2 separate regions of the Zea mays genome follow, and region 2 is linked to region 1. Evidence: chromatin contacts called from public Hi-C data. All regions are on one chromosome and are shown on one strand. The core of a region is the stretch at or near the end of the contact, and the rest is flanking DNA. Distances in the headings are between cores, read along the strand shown. Region 1 holds the start of LOC100382594 (Eukaryotic aspartyl protease family protein). Region 2 holds the start of LOC103647807 (formin-like protein 5).

Region 1 (6,242 bases), core at 88-2,587:
CAGTTTTTAAGAAATTGGTTTCTATCTCCGGTTTTTAGAAACCAGTTTATATAAAAAAAAACTGGGTGATGGTGTTTAGAAACCAGTTTCTAATTTTTTGGATACACAATGACTAGCCTACCCTTCCTCTATTTCAAAAAGCGGTGGCAATAGATGTAAATTCCGTGAAATCGACAAGGGCGTGGCGTAATTAAATGCACAAAAACTGGTTTTAACTAGGGGATGCCAGCTTCTTGGTTTTAAGAAACTGAGAATCCGGTTTCTATAAACTGGCGCATAAACTAGTATGTTTGGAACCACTCCAGTTTTCATAAACCAGTTTCTTGAAAACTAGGTGCTTCCAAACAGGCCCTAACAATTGGCGACGACAAAAACAAGGTTAATGGTTGACAATCCAATGTCATGGGTTGTGGCCAAGATTGCCATGGTACACATAGAGAAGTGTGGACAATAGACTATGACCATTTAGAAAAGCAAATAAATTGTGGCCCACAGGTCGAAGCCATGTCGTCGGTCGACACTAAGAAAATTTATCAACAACCCATGACTAAACTGGAACTCCCTAATCTACCTGCAAATGAAAATTTGAATCTTCTGAAAAGTAAGAGTTCATATATACCAAGCAGTTTCAGGAACCCATGTAATTTACATGCCATAAATTAGCTAAGTTCATTAGTCCAGCTACGCAACTTGGGTTGGTTCACATAGGCTATAGCATGCGTGCTATCATCCAAATCAACAAAATCATCTCACAAGTGCCTAGCTGGTAAATGAGCGGAGAAGCAAAAGAGTACAGTCCCACCTGGTGGTTGCCACACTGCTCGCAGGAGGAGCAGGGCACGTAGGTGACGGTGCTCCCGGAGTCAACGATCAGCGCGAACTCCTGCGGGGGCGTCCCGATGTACAGCCTCGTCGTGTAGTACCTGAACCAACACGACGACACGCGCCAGCCTCACGCCTCAGATCCAACAGAGAAAACAAAAACAAAAAAATGGGGGGGAAACAACAGCATATATAGGAACGAATTTTACCGACCCGTTGGTGAGGAGATCGTCGTGGAGGCGCATGCGCGCGTTGGGGTGGACCCCGTCGCCGAGGCCGCGCCGCAGCGAGGCGGCGAGCCGGCTGGCGTTGGGGTACGAGCGCGTGAGCGGGAGGAACAGCGGCGGCCCCGGCGCGGGCCGATCGGGGGATCCAGCGCCGGCCCCGGACGCGGCGGCCAGGAGTAGGATGACGGCGGCGACGACGAGAGCCTGGTGCGAGCCCGGCCGAGGCCGGCCGCGACCCGCCATTAAGCGGCCTCGTCGCGCGGGGAATGAGGGAGGGGGTAGGCTCTCCTGGGGGAGAGGTCGTCGCGCCGAGGGGGGCGAAGCCGGGCCGAGGCGACGACTTGTTAGAAGAGGGGGCCAGGGGGGAGGCGGATAGAGGGGTAATTCGGTAATTCACGGCGCGTCGCACCCCGTCCGGCACGTCGGATGTAGCACCATTTTGCTTACGGTTGCCGTTGCGGATCGCCTCACGTCGACCTGATTAGGCCTCGTCCGCTTGCGTCTGTATCAAAGGGGAATGAAATGGATTAAATCTCTTTAGGGCCAATTTAACAACTTTATTTCTATTTTTTAAAGAAATTAAACTAAAATTTTCTTAGAAAAATAAAATTTCTTCAAAAAAATGATGTTGTTAAAATTAAATAGAAATAGATTTAATCCCTTTAATTCAGACACAACTACACTGCCGCTTATGACTGTCACTGAATAGGGCGGGTAAGCTGGGTCAGTGGGTCTCGTCTTGTTTTATTCCCAGTCGCTGCACAGGAGTGGAGACTGGAGAGGCCGAGGGACGGGCGTTGACAAGAACAAGACGATCGCGATCTCACGAACTGACACTGACAGCACGGAAAGGTAGAGCCGGAGCCGCCTTGATGGCCTCTCCAAGGCTACATCACTGTTTCAGCAAAATTTATGAACACAAGTTATGCCAGACCTGCAAGTACAACTGTACAAGCCATGTCAACTGAAAGTAGAGAATATTATTTGCTTAAGATCGTCAGATGCGCAAGCTTCGCAAGTTTGACACTTTTTGGCTTTTCCAGCTCAATCACAACATTAGCAAGTAAAAAAGTTACATGTTCCTGGAGTACATGGGACAGACTTTCCTACATAAGACAGACTTGTTGACAGAAAGATATAAACATCCTAAGGAATAAGCACAGCTAAAGGTAAATACGAGTGCACATGAGAACACTCATATTTTGACCGGCGCCTCACACAGCTTCCAAAGAAACTGGACTACATCAGTTACACCTCCAAAACCCAAAACCCAGTGCTGTGGATGAGTCAAAAAGAAAAGAGAGTAAAGTTACACCTTATCACCAGCACAACACACCTTATAACCAGCACAACATTTCTGAGAGAGATGAAGCGAATCTATGGTTGCTGGGGAGGGCAATAGACGGATCCCAGATAGTTTGCATAGCTGCTAGAAGCTGCCGGACCGGACCCGCCGGAATAACCTGTATAGGCGCTTGCAGCTGGTGCTTGGGCCCCACCGGAATAACCTGCATATGCGCTTGCAGCTGGCGCTCCCGGGCCACCATACGCGATTTTATAGGGACTCGAGTTGTACGATGCTGCCACTGACCCTGGGGCATACTGGAATGGTTTTGGGGTGCTGAACGGCTCACCGTAAGAAGAAAATGCGCCTGCATCATATGCTGGGGCTGGTGGCGTGTAATGGTACCGGTCAGCAGCTCCATATCCATCAGGAAGAGGGGCACGGGAGGGCATTGGTGCAGGACCATGGGAAGGCATTGGCGCAGGAGCACGCTGCCAGCTATAGCCCGGAAATGGAGGCCTGCGAGCAGCTGAACCAATGGAACCGCCAGGTCTCCTGGTAAATGAAATGCCAGGGCCTCGAGGCTTCTTTGCATAAGTACGCCCACCAGCATCAGTTGATGGCCTTTTCTCACCCTTAGGCTTTAGCTCAGAAACACGCTTTTGGAGAGGTCCAAGTGAATACTCCTTCTGAAGCTTGTACTCCTCGATACACTTTATCACAGCCCTCAAAGTGAGTAGCTCCCTAGATTTTGGGTCGTCCTGAAAATTGGATTCGAGTCATAAGACAAACATGTAAAGTTATAATATAACAACAATAGAAGTCAAACAAAAAAGAATTAGAAATCGGAGCACAAAAAAGGACTTAATTCGCATCAGCTGATGAGGACATCTGATAGCTCTCCATGGTGGACAGCCGCGAGAGGACGGCAATCTGTTGTGCGTCGGAACCTAAGATCTCCGATACTAGATGTTATGGGGAAGCTAAGGTCAAGGTTATTAAAACGATAAAACGTTGGAACGCTCATGGGTGAAATTTTGACTTTTAAACGTTTAAACTTTGTTTAAACGTAGTTTTAAACAACATAGGAAAAATACCAATACATCATAATTTCAGACAATAATATGAAGTTAAATACCAAAACAGAGATGTTACTGGCTTACCAAAACTTCACCCAAGAGTTGGATTGAACCCCAAAAGTAACTAATAGACTGGGCTCAAAAGTAGCTAATAGTCTAAAATGCATAAAACACTGCGTTTTACAGTTTAGAACGCCAAAACGCTAAAACGTGGTTTCAACCTCTAATTAGAGTTTTGACGTTTAAACGTAGTTTGTAGTTTTAATAACACTGGCTAAGGTTGAGGGAGCGCAAGGGGGCTGGCCATGGGCCTTGTCAAACTTCTAAATTCTTGCTTGATTAGATTGATATATCTCCTCTCCTTAAATAGAGAGGCCTACTTGACCCATAAGGAAATGTCCTTACCAAATCAATCTAAGGCCCCGTTTAGTTTAAGGGACTAAAGATTAGTCCCACCATTTTAGTCTCATTTAGTTCCTAAATAGCCAAACAGTGGGGACTAAAACTGGGACTAAACTGCTTTAGTCCTCCAAGGGGTGACTTGAAGGGACTAGACCATATTAATTCCACCTTTTGCCCCTCATTTATTTCAACTGCACTAATGGCGGAAGAATGTTAAGGGGCATTTTAGTCTTCTTATGAGTCATTTACTGTGTTCTGAATACTTTTTGTCTCTTTAACCAAACAGGGTAGAGACTAAACTTTAGTCCCTCGACTGAACTTTTGTCCCTGGACTAAAGTAACCAAACAGACCCTAACTTATCTCTTTCCTTATCCTAACCAAATCAATCTAACTTATATCTTTCTTCCTAAGAAACTAAACCAATATAATCTATCTGCCACTGCTCACAGGACACTGTTTGCTGTTCATAAGATGTTTACACGCTACAGTGCAGCGTGCGCCCCTGGTCTGGCTCCACTTGCCATAATGGTATTAACCAGATTTTGTTCCCTTCTACAAGTTGATAGGCTGAGGAACTCATATCCAATTAACACTCATACCTTAGATAGGACCTTTTCCCATTTTTGTTTCGTAAAAAACTAGTCCACGTTAGATACTGAATAAAAAACACATTATACACAAAAAAGGTTAAAATTTAAATTAGTTCTGCTTCAAATTTTCATACCCCATTAAGAACAAAAAATGAAATAAAAAATAACTTCATAAAAATAAAGCTTTATTTTACAGTATACTAGAGAACGAAATAGTTCTGTCAGTGAAGCAATATCAACCAACAAACTATGATGACACTAGACAGTCTCGTTAAAATCACAAAAAATGAGAAAATAAACAAACCTTTAACAGGGACACAGTTGCATCCCCATTATTTTCAATTGTATCCTTAAACTCCTCAATATAGGTCTTCAGCAGTGGTGCAGGGGGGAATGTCTCTGAAAGCCCGAAAGCTTGTATGAAATGAACTGCATCAATTTGCCTGTGCCTCTTAACCAACTCCTCAATGATACCTAGAAACATAAAATGTTAATAGAAACACTTAAAACACTAATTTCATGCAGACAACGCTTGGCACTTGAACAGAACAGTAAGGAAGGAAGTTTTAGTTCCCTAGATGGTTTGGAGGCTTAGTTACGATGAACAGCAACAGCCTGACAAATGAAGGGATAGAATGCCTTGTGGCATTCTGGGTGGATACCAACCTGGTATTTTTTCATTAAGACCAAGAGAGCGACAGGACACAGCAGTCTGCTTGCGACGAGAGACAGCAACTACGATCTTGCATAGTTCATCTTCGTCAAGCACCGAATCAACATTAAAAGTTGTAAGAAGCTGCAGAAAAGCCTGTGCCTCCAATGAATAACCATTAGAAGCATCCAGGTCAACCTCAGCTAACTTACTCTTCCACTCTTCGGCAATTGCCTTGGCTTGCTCTTTAATTTCAGAGCTCCAAGGGTCGTTGCCACCAGGCTCCTTCGTCCCTAGTGCAGGTGCTATAGCATCCATTAAAACAATGCAGCTCTTGCGCTGGACCTGAAGGCCGTTATGTTCACTCCCAGGTGAATTTGTTTGTTCTGGTGGGAAGAAACCCTCCAGAGAATTAAGTACTAAGCGGGCAGGGTCAGTTGCACATTTTAGTGCAACAGAAAGTTCAGCACGAAGGCTAGCAGTAGCAAGTTTTCTACAATTTACTGAAAGAAATTTTAAAAGGCCTTTGGTGTCCATCTGCTCGCACAGTTGCTTCAATACAGAACGCGGCTTAGTCTCAACAGGTGAAGCTTCAGATGCCTCGCCTGACCCAGTAGCAAGGGTATTCTCCTCTGAAGCAAGAGATGCATTGCTGTCATTGATTGAGGTGCTTACCTTTTTGTATTTGCTTTCACTGGTATCGAGTATCTCAGCAAGCTCCACCTTATATTTTTGCCGAACCTCTGCTAGAGAAGAGACAGCAGCATCCCTTAGCTCCTGAAGCTGATTCAGGGAGGCACGCTCTTTTATAGAAATATCAGCCTCTTTCTCTGCAATCAACCTACAAGCTTCAGCTTTCTTTTCTTCTAATGCCTTCTGCTTCTCTACCAATTCATCAAACTTGCTTCCATACGACTTATCAAGGCTGAGGAAATGCCCTTTGATATCTTCCCATTGCATACCATTCTGCAATTGCAGAAATGCTTCGGTGTGGGATTTCAAGTTTCCAAATACTTCAGCAAGCTGTTCCAGTAATGACATTACAGATTCAGAACCACCAGACTTGTTTAAAGTCGCTTCTGTATCCATTTTGCAACAAAACCAATAATAATCTGGTACACAGAATAATACACTGTCAGTTGAAGAACAGGAAATGAAAGAGAACAAGTACAGGTTGTTTCCAA
Region 2 (6,710 bases), core at 4,179-6,678, 240 kb after region 1:
AATAATTGAAACTTTGCACCACAGTATTTATAATTTAGAGAAGAGAAGAACATTTTGGGTACAAGTAGTCACCAAAAACTCTAAATTAGAGATGTATTAGTAGTTCACCATGTTCAAATTACAAGGCATGTAATTTGATGTTAGCTATTAATGTTTATTAACTTTGGCTACGGATCACAATAACAACTAAAGCTGAGTAGTCAGAATTCCAAATCATAGACAATTCAGGACCAAACAGGAAAAAATGTTGGCTCAGGAAATAATATAAAACATTTGACATACTCATACTTCAAGAGTGACCTGTCAACAATACTTACTAGATGCACTTTTTCTGGTTTTGATCCAAGTGATTTTCTACGTTCAGATTTTGAGCTGTCATCAGACTTTGGAACAGCTGCAGGAAAAAGGCTCTCAAGTTCTGATACATCGAACTCTGAAACGCTGCAGGAAAGAAGTTCACTGTTAAGTTAATTGCACAGCTCATAATGTTGTGCACGACTATGCTCTGTATGATAAAGAAAAATACCTCTGCGAGTCAGTGTTGCGCTGCAATTCTTCCCAAAGACTACCTTGAAGGGCCCTTGTCACTTTGACCCAGTGCAATGGCTTCAAAGTTGACTTGCGTGAGGCAGCAGCCCCAATAGCTGATCCCATAGGGCGTACAGCCCCACGTCCTCTGCCTAATGATGGATTACTTCCTGGTGGTAGCGGTACACCTGGTGCTCTAGGTGGAGTTGGCACACCTGGTGCACGAGGTGGTAGAGGTCCTCTTCCACCACCTCCAGGTGGGGGTGGGGGAGGTGGAGCTCCTGGCCGCGCTCCTAGAGGAGGCGGTGGTGGTGGAGCTCCTGGCCGTGCACCTGGAGGAGGAGGTGGAGGTGGAGCACTTGCACCTGGAGGGGGTGGAGGAGGTGGAGGTCCACAGCGAGCACCTGGAGGAGGCGGAGGTGGTGGAGGTCCTGCACGTGAAACAGGAGGAGGTGGGGGCGGGGGTGCTCCTCGGCTAGGGGGAGGAGGTGGGGGCAGGGATGCTCCCCGGCCAGGAGGAGGTGGGGGTGGGGGTGCTCCTCGGCCAGGTGGTGGTGGTGGGGGTGGGGGTGGAGGTGCTCCTCGACCAAGGGGAAGGGGTGGGGGTGCTCCTCGGCTAGGAGGAGGTGGCGGGGGAGATGGTGCTGCTGAACGTGCCATAGAAGGTAGTGGTGGTGGCGGCGGAGGAGGTGGAGCAGAAAGTGTGCATGAAAGAGGTGGCAATGGAACATTAGAACACAATGATGGTGGTGGCGGCGGAGGTGGCGGAGGAGCAGAACGTGACATTGATTGTGGTGGTGGTGGTGGAGGAGGAGCACTTGATCGTGTTATGGTGGATGGGGGTGGCGGTGGAGCGATTGCACTGTTATTTAGCCTTGGAGGAGGCGGAGGTGGAGTATTTCCACCTACACCTGACCTCGGGGGTGGAGGTGGGGGCGGGGGAGGAGCGGGAGGGGCAAATGCATGTTTTTGTGCTACCGGTGACCTAGGTGGAGAAGCACCTTGAGGTAAGTTTGACAAACCTGTTGAAGCTAACCCCATGTGCATAGGCGTAGAACTTGAAGAATAGTTGGTTGCAGGTGGAGGTGGAGGCGGTGGCGGTGGAGAAACCTGGCTTCTTGATGCACTTTGTGCACCTAGTAACAAGGATTTTTGTGGAGGCGATGGAGCAGACTGTGCAGATGTTGCTTCTCGTGTCAAGTTGCTGCCATATGGTTGTTTTAGTGATAATAAAGGTGCATCATTCACAACGCTGATTTTACCATCTGTAGATATGGATCGAATACCTAGTGCAGCTGGTGAACTGTAGTATCTAGATGGAGGGTGAGATGGTCTGCGCACAGAGGTAGCGTCAGATTCCTTCTTTGGTGAGATCCATCTACGCATTATTTTTGGTTTGGCAAGCTTTGGTTGATCTTCCATCTTTGCATTGCCTACTACCATCTCCTTCAATACTGATAACACAGCTTTATCAGGGATTTGCCCTCGGTCATCACTTCCAAGCCTCGGACTCCTAGCCCTGGCTACTGTTCGACTTTGAGGAAGAACTATACCAAAATCCTGTTTGTCAACAAGCACCTCTTGCTTGGCTTTTATCTCAGTTGCTACTCCAGTGGCTGGTAAGACAACAATTCTGTCATGGACAGTGGTTTTCTTGGTAGGCACGGTTTCAAGGCAAGATTCTAATCTACACCCATCCAATTTGCCATTGGCTATATCAGAAGGTTTAGCAGTTTGAATCTTGCCATTGTCATTGTCCAATGAGGTCCTACTCTCAGTAATTGGTTTGCCTATCTTAGCCGCGATGCTCTCTTCATTGACAACGTTTTTTACTACCTGTATTGCATTACCATTGACAACTATAGTTTTCTCTTCATAGATCACTAGCTCGTTGTCCACACTTATTGTGTTCTCAGTGATAATCTTAATATCACCATTCTGCAACCCTTCATTTTTCTTAGTTCTCATGTGGGCATCCCCATCTGTACGTGACAAACTTCTAGGAGAGCCAAAAGCAGTGTAGTCCAAATCAGGGTATTCTGACATTTTTGTTTGTTCATCAGTCTGGCAGTGAATTCCATCACTGCCACTTAGATCGACTGTCGTGACTAAAGTTTGTGCAATTACACCTTTCGTGTCCTCCTGACCGGTAGATCCAAACTTGTGTCCCTCTGAATCAACAGATGTAGCAACCACCTGTATATCATGCACATCACTGTTCTCTTGATCATTATTTTTGCTTAGTTTAGCATTTGGAAGAACTTCACGAGGCTGCTGCAATCCTTCTTGATTCTCAAAACTTGAGGTAGGTGCAATTGCCACTTTTTCATTCATACTACCAAAATTCTGGGAGACAGCAATCTTCACACCCTCATCAGATCGGTGCTTCTCTAGGCTGCTCCTTTCTTCAGTTGTTGCCCCACCATCAAATTCTGCAATGTCATTTAATGATATTCCACCATCAATTGAATGAGTTGCTGGGTCTTTTCTAGCATCATGCCAATACTCCTCTGCTTCATAAAACTCCTCTCCTGTGTCTACCGAAGCAACATCAGTCTCGTCTCCATCATCAGCTACCTCCTCGATGGTAGCAGCAGGCTTAAATGAAACAGGGTCTGAAAAGTGTACCTGGTTCAAAATTTGAGCTATATTTAAGATTTTTTTTGAGAGAAAAAAATATATTTAAGATTTCATGGTGCATAGATACAGAGAAAGAAAGTAAAAGGCATAGAAGGACAGATGAGTTTAAGCACCTCAGCTCGAAAGTCCCTTGGGAACTGATTATTCACATTCCAAGCAACATCAATATCATCACGATTCAGTTCAAGGATGTTTGATTGAACGAATGCAGTGTTGAACATGACCCGGAACATTGTTTCCTTATTCTCTATATTATCGCCAATATGGATGAATTCAAGTACCACATCTCCATGAACATGGCAGGACACACTTAATTTTATGGGAACCTCTGCCTGCATTGCAACCATATGTCAGTAGATTTTGGATTTGGGTATAAACATACTAGTAATTTAGGAGACAGTCACCTGTCCATAACGCTGAAGGTGCTTCTTTGTTTTTGGCATCTCATAAAGGACCTTTGCACTCTTGTTACCAGGACTTGAGTCTTGCCCATGTACAATCAAGTATGGCCTACAACCACCATCTGTGTCAAACCGCGGAACAACATGGAGAACTATTGAATCCAAGATGAGGGGTCTGCTAATAGGAGGCCATTCTGAACCACCTCCTTGTCTTGTTATATAGTGCAGATATCTCAAATGTGAAGGCTGGGGATTCAAGGGAAAGAACTGCTGTATAAAGTCCCTGCGAGCCTGCTTGTAGACCATTTCTAGTGTCCTCTGCTCGCCAGTATATATTTTGCGATACAAAAGCAGTCCGGCCAACATGAATGCAAGCACTGGCCAACCCCCTCTCTCGCAATGCATCAAAAGCATGTTATGTTGTCCTTCCACTGATAGCCAATTTTCACATGATTTCAAGAAATGGTGGATCATCTCGAGCTGAAGCAACGGACATCCTTCATACTGTTGTGGGTAGTCCATTACTGTCATGTCATACTCAGATAAAATATCTGATATCCGGCTTCTTTTGTCCCCAGACCAAAAATTGGATGCCATAAGTGATGTGTCCGGAAAAAATTCCTGCAATTGCGCGACAATGCCACTCAAGTAATCCCGATACTCATCCTCACCCATGGAATCAGTCGAGAAGCAACAGTCAAACACTGAAAAGGCATACATATCATTGCATTAGTCACCTAGTATTAACCAAATCGAAAAGGTACATAGCACATCAGACTAGTAGCATCTCATTTCAACAATTGCAAATGTCCTATAATTTCAAATTTCAACAGAACTCAAATATTTGGTTCGCTTTATTTCAATGAATAAGCGCACCATTCTAGTTAACATGATTAAACAATTAAATTTGTGGCCAGGGTAGGGGTCGAGATGAACATGCCAATTTAAGACAAATGCAGTTAAACCCAAAGCTTCCTAAAGAGCAAACATCCAGAAACACCATCAAATAAGGCGATGAGAGCCAAATGCAGCTAAATCTAAGACGGCTTCCACGGCTCCATACCCACAAACACACCAAATGGATGCTTCAGAATCCAATTCGAAATTTACTAAAAATCTAGCTGCTTACTGGAACGCTTGTGCTTCCAACCGCGCCGAATTTCAGCTCAGTTAAACTCAACATACAAATAAAAAGCACTTCACCAAAACTCCAAAACCAAGCGGGAGCCTAAAATCATCCGAATGTCACACCCGCACGAAACAGCTCGACGGAGAGTGGCGAGCATTATACCGTAGACGTTCTCGGAGATCTCGAGCAGCCGATCCGGGGTCTTCTTGAGGAAGAACTTGCGGAAGAGCGCCATTCTCCCCTTCCTCCTCCTCCGCCTCCGCCTCCACCTCCGCGCCCGCCGCCTCTCCGCCGGCGCCCGCCGAGCTGCTGCGTCTCCTCAGGCGGCCACCGATCGGCTCCGACCGGGGCGCCAAAGGCATGAGGAGGACGTGCCCGCCGCCTCTCCGCCGGCGCCCGCCGAGCTGCTGCGTCTCCTCAGGCGGCCACCGATCGGCTCCGACCGGGGCGCCAAAGGCATGAGGAGGACGTGCCCGCCGCCTCCGCCGAGCTCCGGGGCGGTGCCGCGGGGGGTCACGGGGTCCGCAGCTCCGCCTAGGGCTCCGCGGCGGAGCGCAGCAGCAGGAGGAGGAGCAAGGCACGGTGGTGAGGAAGGGCGTCGGAGCCCGGGGGGCGGTCGAGGCGGAGGCACCGTGGTATTCGGGCGCCTCTTCCTCTACTACTTGCTGCTGCCTTCTTCTCCTCGCTATCTTTTCTTGTATTTTCGCTTGCTGGTTTTACTTGCCCGCTGCGGTGAACGCTTTGGTGCTGCCTTGACAGCGGTGATGACCGCGCGCTTCGCGACTCTGGTTTCCTCCTCGTATTCCACTGTCTTACGGGACCCACATCACTCTAGACCCACACGTCTGTGACGTAGTCTGTGTTGGGTGTGAATAGGATGGCGTGCGGCGAGAGCAGAGTAGTGACGGTACGGAAGACGGGCGACGGGAACGGGATCTCACCTGGCTGGGCTGGGACTGGGAGGCCCCTATTTTCGCGGTTAAATACATTTATAATCGCCCTGCTTGCTGTTTTGGGAGGCTCACCGGTCACGTGCAGGCGGTCAATTTGTTTTCCCGTTTGCACTGCCCGGGAATTTAAGCGCAGTGGCATGTCTGTTCATGGCTGTCGTCGGCTCATATAATTTTGTTGTCGTAGTTGGCATGCATACCAACGGTTACATTTTCAGAGAGGTAAAAGTCCGGCGGCTTAGGCTATTCCAGTCTACTATCTTCTCACAATGTCCAAAACTGATATATAAAATTACGTAAAATACAACTATCCGTTATAGAATTTTAAATGCTAGCATGTGTGAGAGATATAGGATGTGGGTCACTTGAATGGTTAAAATTTTAAGCGTGGTGAGTGGTGACATGTCCGTCCACGGTTGTCATGGTCTCAGAGAAATTTCGTTTTATATTTGGCACGCGTGTCACGTCAGGCGGCTTAACGATGGTCTTCTCAAAGTATGTCTTCTGGGGTGTTTTGAAATTTTCGTCACCGCATAAATTATCCTAGCAGAAGTAAAAAAAATAGTAGGTTAATTTTTAACTGGGCGACATGGTACTATGGGCATGTTTGTTTACCCCCCAAATTATATAATCTGGATTAAATAATCCTAAGAGGCAAACAAACAGTCTAGCTTATTTGCCCAGATTATATAATCTAACCCCTTGGATTATGATAATCCATAAGCAAGTGAGGAGGTGCTTATTTCAGATTATTTTTTTCACACTTCCCTACTACCCTTTCAAGTTTCCTAGAAATTACCCACCATTGCCATTATAATCTACCGAATCGTTTTTGCGCCTATCGGATCGGAGAAGCCCGCCGCCCAACAGAAACACGCCAGATAATCTAGGTAGACAAACAAGACTACTCAGATTATATAATCCAAATTATATAATCCAGATTATATAATCCTCCAAAAATAATCCAGATTATATAATCTATTGGGATAAACAAACAGGCCCTATATGATGATGCAAAAAGCATGCTGCGCCTGCGCAAATTTAAAAACATGACCGCCGTGG

Evidence for each region. A called contact is a pair of places that touch in the nucleus more often than the background predicts.
Region 2: a Hi-C map of leaf shows a contact between it and region 1, with 2.0 times the contacts expected there. The contact joins the promoter of LOC103647807 here to the promoter of LOC100382594 in region 1. A contact is called at or near these places in 3 of 25 Hi-C or Micro-C datasets (ear, leaf and tassel).

The regions. Positions count from the first base shown.
Region 1 is chr2:215,840,652-215,846,893 of Zm-B73-REFERENCE-NAM-5.0, forward strand. LOC100382594 (Eukaryotic aspartyl protease family protein) reads right to left here and starts at 1,338. Exons shown (of 12, transcript NM_001175324.1): 1 at 1,036-1,338; 2 at 803-923. The coding sequence starts at 1,292. It overlaps LOC100191985, which reads right to left. Exons shown (of 4, transcript NM_001137409.1): 2 at 5,073-6,170; 3 at 4,711-4,880; 4 at 2,089-3,095. The coding sequence starts at 6,147. The coding sequence ends at 2,427.
Region 2 is chr2:216,075,493-216,082,202 of Zm-B73-REFERENCE-NAM-5.0, forward strand. It overlaps LOC103647807 (formin-like protein 5), which reads right to left and starts at 5,429. Exons shown (of 19, transcript XM_008672315.4): 1 at 4,861-5,429; 2 at 3,573-4,273; 3 at 3,282-3,500; 4 at 527-3,156; 5 at 318-441. The coding sequence starts at 4,933.